2 separate regions of the Mus musculus genome follow, and region 1 is linked to region 2. A link is a contact called in public Hi-C data. All regions are on one chromosome and are shown on one strand. Each heading gives the region's core, a stretch centred on a gene start, on an enhancer-like site or on the middle of the called end of the contact. The rest is flanking DNA. Distances are from core to core; before and after follow the strand shown.

What was found. Hi-C and Micro-C count contacts between places; a contact is called where the count stands out from the background.
Region 1: a Hi-C map of cerebral cortex shows a contact between it and region 2, with 1.6 times the contacts expected there. The contact joins the enhancer-like site here to the promoter of Lrp4 in region 2. A contact is called at or near these places in 13 of 39 promoter capture datasets (the 3T3-L1 cell line, 3T3-L1-derived adipocytes, cancer-associated fibroblasts and 10 more), 14 of 484 Hi-C or Micro-C datasets (the HL-1 cell line, bone marrow-derived macrophages, cerebral cortex and 7 more), 8 of 115 datasets of contacts at active chromatin or transcription factors (bone marrow-derived macrophages, differentiating embryonic stem cells, embryonic forebrain and 3 more) and 3 of 9 other capture datasets (adipose tissue, liver and pancreatic islet).

The regions. Positions count from the first base shown.
Region 1 is chr2:91,398,805-91,401,504 of GRCm38.p6, forward strand. All of the region lies in intron 2 of 1110051M20Rik (RIKEN cDNA 1110051M20 gene), which reads right to left. Among named protein-coding and RNA genes, the nearest start is that of 1110051M20Rik, 45 kb to the right of the region's middle. Within about 2 kb of position 1,252, at least 36 of the 459 cell types and tissues checked have an H3K27ac peak or open chromatin away from gene starts, as enhancers often do. A contact at or near this core is called in cerebral cortex and pancreatic islet, where this site is marked.
Region 2 is chr2:91,456,221-91,458,920 of GRCm38.p6, forward strand. It overlaps Lrp4 (low density lipoprotein receptor-related protein 4), which reads left to right and starts at 1,311. Exons shown (of 38, transcript NM_172668.3): 1 at 1,311-1,532. The coding sequence starts at 1,481.

The sequences.
Region 1 (2,700 bases), core at 2-2,501, 57 kb before region 2:
CTGACTTCCACAAACTGTCTTCTGACCTCTGCACATATATATGCCACATGCACATGCCCCCATTCAAATGAATAAATGTAATAAAAATTTTAATTTGGGGGAGATTAAATAGTGTATTTCTTATATACTTCAAATCCCTTCGTGGGATACTATCTTTCATCTGGAATGTTGTAATGTATTAACAAAAGCTAACTTGTTGGCTAAGGGAGTGCTATAGTTTCAATGTGTTGACCCCCCCATGCTTGTGTTGAAGTTTAATCACCATATAACACCATAGAGAGGTGAAAAGTGAAGGAGATAATTAGTTATGAGGACTCGGCTCTCATGAATGGATCCAGGCCATCATCACTGTTCTTATCTATGTATCTATCTCTCCACTATGGCGTCTCCACCTTCTTACAATGCAGCAAAAGCCACGGTGGATAGAGCCCTCAGACTTACCAGGCAGAGCTAGAAGCCAAATCAGCTCCCACTGTTCAGTTATCATTTACCCAGTCATCAGCATTCTGACAGGGCAGCAGAAAAAGATGAAGACAGAGGAGGCAAGGCAGGAGAGAGGAAAATACTGACACAATGGAAAGACAGACCAAAGAGGACAGAGGCACCCAGGGGCTGCCAGCACCTAGGCCTCATCTCTCAGGAGATGTTACTGAGTTCCTGACCTAGTTTCTCTGGCAGGAGATCTTTTCTTGTCCCAGAAAAGACTCGTGGAGACAGAGAGGATTAAAAAAATAATATTGTTAAGAAGTGAGGTTGCTTGGCTTTGCAGTTTTCTAGCTGGGATCCCTTTATCTTTCTTGAGAGCCCCCCAGATCTCTTTTATTCTAGGTCAGTAATTTAACACTCTCAGCTCTCAATTCAAAGCCTGTAATGACCTTGCTGTGCTGAATTATTAGTCCAGGATATAGAAAAAGAAAGAGAGAGAGGGAGAAAAAAACCTCTAAAAACAACAGAGGCCTTTTGATCAGAGTACCGAACTGCAGCTCGCTGTAACTCAAGCTGTCCATTCTTATATGGCAGGAATTAAGGACTCCCCCTGCCAGGCAGGACCCTATTAAAAGACAATAGCTGTTTGAAAAGGGTAAGCAAGTTGATATGGATATAATAGGCCACATATGGGGGCCCCTTTCTACTCTGAAATAAAGCCCCTTCTTACAGTTGTGAGCTGGGAAATCTAGCATTCAGCAAGGCAGGAGGAGGTAGGCTAGAAGAGAGTGAGTCACCATGCAGAGATGCTTAAAGGTACTTCAGAGAAAGAAAGAACAAACCAGAAGAGTGCTTTGGAAGAGAGGAGCATCAGTCACTGAGCACAGAGCCTTTCAGAACAGGTGCTCTTTGGTCACAAGAGCCTTTAGCACCAATGATGACAAGAATTTGGCTAGAACTAGTCATTATCTGTAATGAGTCAACAACAACAAAACCCCAATAAATAAAGCAGTAATCTCTTACCAGAAATGGAGCAGCTGGCCAAAAGCAGTCCTTACTGCTGGCTAACCTAGCCTGGTACCATGCTAAACTCTGGATTACCACCTAATGCCACTTGCTATTTCTTGGATGTCATTTTTCACAGAAACCCTGCAAAACAAAGACACATACCCCACAGAGCTGCCTGTAACTCATACCACCTCCTAAGACAGAGAATGGCTACCACAGGACACAGAGTCCCACACTCTGTTAGCTGGCCCATGTTTGCCTATACATTGCCTGAAACACTCTTCCCATTAGTGGGTGAAACTTTTGAAGGATCTTTAATCCACAACAGAATTTCACATCCACTGTTTTAGTGATCTTGTTAACATGATACAAAAACAAGGAAAAATTTTAAAGTGATTTAAGGCATTTAAACACATTAATCTGGTTATTTATGACTAAACTCTGAATCCTCAAATTCCTCTATGAAAATATCAGAAAGGTATTTTCTTCCCTCCTCTATCCTTTGCCAAATAAATGGCCTTCTGTTGCCATCCATTGCACTTAATGGGCTAACTTGATGGGATAACAACCAAAGACAATGCAGGATCTCTGGTGCTTGGCCCACCGAATGTCCAGGGCAGTACAAAGCTCATCTTTAGCAAATAAAAGTTCTGTGGATTAAAGAGAGGGTCTGGATTTCTTTTTTTTTTTAAGACTTGTTTATTTATTTTATTTTATGTATATGAGTACATTGTAGCTGTACAGATGGTTGTGAGCCTTCATGTGGTCGTTGGGAATTGAATTTAGGACCTCTGCTTGCTCTAGTCAACCCTGCTTGCTCTGGTCGGCCCTCTCACTCGGTCTCTGCTCTCTCAAGCTCAAAGATTTATTTATTATTATAAATAAGTACACTGAAGCTGTCTTCAGACAGCACCAGAAGAGGGCGTCAGATCTCATTATGGGTGGTTGCTGGGATTTGAAGTCCTGGAAGAGCAGTCAGTGCTCTTACCCACTGAGCCATCTCACCAGCCCAGGGTTTGGATTTGTAAGGTGACAAAATATGTCTGTCCTAGATCCAAAAGGACAGGAACTAAACCCCCATTTTGCTTTGACTGTAGTCAGGCGAGTGTGGAGAAAGGGAACGCATCACAGCAGACTGGCACTGCTGTCTAAACCATGGTCTGCCACAGTGGCCCTCTGGCCATAATTCACATTGCTCCCAAAGCAAACCGACTCACCCCTCAGTCTGATTCCATTCTGCTTCAAGCCCAATTCAGTGATCTTGTC
Region 2 (2,700 bases), core at 61-2,560:
TCTGTTATTGTAGCTTTCACAAAGTATGCTTAATGTTAGCTTTGGTCAAAGATGGCAATTTAAAACGAAAATTTTGAAAAATGGAAAACAAGCAAGGATGAAACGTCAACCTATCCATTTGGAGAAATTGCCTAATATCCACTTTGCACTATACCAAATTACTTCTCTCCCAGCTAAGTCCAGGATAAGATGAATGAAAGCCAAACAATGTTGGCAGGCCAGGTCTGAGGGGAAAGTAATATATCAGGCCCTAAGAAAGTTAGGGGGTGTAAGCAAAAAGCAACAAAACAACCTGGGAACACAGGAGGCAGCAAGATGAACAAATAACTACTAGTATTCAAGGGGCGGAGGGTGGGGAAGACCACAGAGATAACATCGAGAGTGGATTAGAAGTTTATGTCGTAATCCAAACGTTTCATACTGCTGGAAAGCCTTACAAACAGGAGCCGAAAGAAGGCCCAGGTCTTCTTGGCAGAGTGCAACTCTAAGTACTGACTTATTTCCTTACCCCCTACCCCTTTCTTGCCAGGATCAGAAAGTCAAGGATGGTGAAGGGGCTCATTCACAGACAGTATGGAGGAACTGAGATTGTCTGGGCCAAATCTGGGCATTTGAACTGGGGAGACAGGACCCAGACAACTTCACCTCAGGAAATGAATAAATGAAAAGGGGAGGTCGCCGAATTATTTAGCCCAAGAACAACACTGCCTAGACCGGGGGAGGGGCTGGGGTGCAAGAAGAAAAACTTCAGAATAGGGATTTTTGACAGTGAGAACACTAGTTGAGACACAACACTGTAGGCCCCCTGATGTCCCTTGTTTGGTGTCAATAAAGGCCGAGAGAATTATGCTCTAGCAAGCCTTGCATATTTTTGAAACATCACAATAAAGTCTGGAGTTGGAGCTGGTAGGGGGGCCGGGGTCACGCCCAGGCGACTTGGGTCAGCACGGGTGCTCCTCCCTAGTGTGGACCGATAATGAACCCAGGCTGAGAGTTGCCAGTACGATAATTTTCTGTTTAAGCTGGGGATATTTGAGTCGCAGTAATGGGGACAGATAAGGGGCTCTCTCCGGAAGGCTAGGAATGTTAGGGCAGACTGAGTAGGAGCTAAGGCGAGCGCAAGAGGCACAGGCGGGTGGGGTCCTGGGACTGGGGGGCGAGGGCAGAGGGCGGGAAGGGGCCGGGCCAGAGCCGGGGGCGGGACCAGGCGGGGTGGTGGTGGCGGGGGCCGAGACGCGGGAGGCGGGGCGGCCAGGCTCGGGACACCCCCTCCCGGTCCCCTGGCGGGGCGGCTTCAACTCCGGCAGTACAGGAGGCAGCAGCAGCCCGGAGGGCGACTTGCAGGGCGCGCCGGCCGAGCTGGACCCGGGACGCTTTTCAACCCGGGGGAACCCTCCGCTGATTCTCTCCGCCCCGGCGTCCCTTGGGAGCCCGCGGGACCCCCGGGCCGGCAGGGAACGCCGGCGGCGGCCGCAGCACCATGAGGCGGTGGTGGGGCGCGCTGCTGCTTGGCGCCCTGCTCTGCGCACACGGTAAGCGGCGTCGCAGCGCCCGCGCCGACCGGGCCACCGGGAAAGTTTGTCCCTGAGACTGGTCGCTGCAGGACTCGCCTCCTGGGAGTGGGACCGTGAGGCTGGGGCCTGAAGTCCCACCCTCGAGCTCACTTCGAGCACCAACCCTGGCAGAGCGAGCGGAGGAAAGCAATAGCAGCCCCCGCAGCTCTTCTAGCACGAGAGGGGACAGCGGTGGTGGGACTCGTCCCCGCTGTAGTCTGGGCCGGGTGGAAGAAGACCCAAGACGCTCTCTCGGCTTCCATCGCTGCTCTTTAACGAGCCAGGGGCGGGTTCCCTTTCAGGTTAAGGCAGGGCTTCTGTGTCCCTGGTGCGTGCGAATGAATGTGTGCAAAGAAAGGAAGGCGGGGAGGATGGTCGCTAAACCCATAAATTGTAAACAGTTCTCTTTCCAGGGACTGGGGGATCTTGGGTGGATTGCGGAGAGGGGCCCAGCTGAATCTGAGTTACTTGAGCATCCGGGATTCATGGACTTGGGGAGCAATTTCTCGGACTCGAAACCCTGCTCTCTCTGAGGGTCCTTGGTTCATACTTGCGTGCAGCATCTCCCCTAAGTGGAGTTTTGGGTTCCCTCTCCTGGCTGCGGCCAATCAGCTTCCTGCCCCGGATCCTCCCCAAGGGAGGGGTGGGGAACAGCGATGGAAAAGAGGTTGGGGAGGAACTTTGGGAAGAAACTGCTGGAAAGCTCCCTCAGATCGGTTCTGGCCCGGGTAAAGCGCAGGGGCGCGTTCTTTGGGAACTTCCAAAGGCAGCCTCGCGACCCGTGCAGTGGGGCCTTGGCCTCCGGGGAGCTGGGCGGATGGCAGCGGCACTGCTGCTTCATCTGCTCCTTATTAATAACGTGTTCGGTGCCCGGACGCAACTGTTATGTCTACTTAGGACTGCAGTGGAATCTGCTTCTCTGCAGCAGCTTGGGAACGTGGGTGCACCCGGAGATTTAGCAGCTGCCTCTGAGTTTGTGCCCAAAGATCAAAGATCGATCTTTGAACTCTCAACTATATTCACCCGCCGGCTTTTCCACGTGGGGGAGATCCAGTTCTTCGATTCCCTGGCTGCGGGACGAGGGGGTGGGGTTCAGAAAGAGCGGTCTGCAGATCCTGGCGATTCACGGGTTCTTTCTTTCACATGG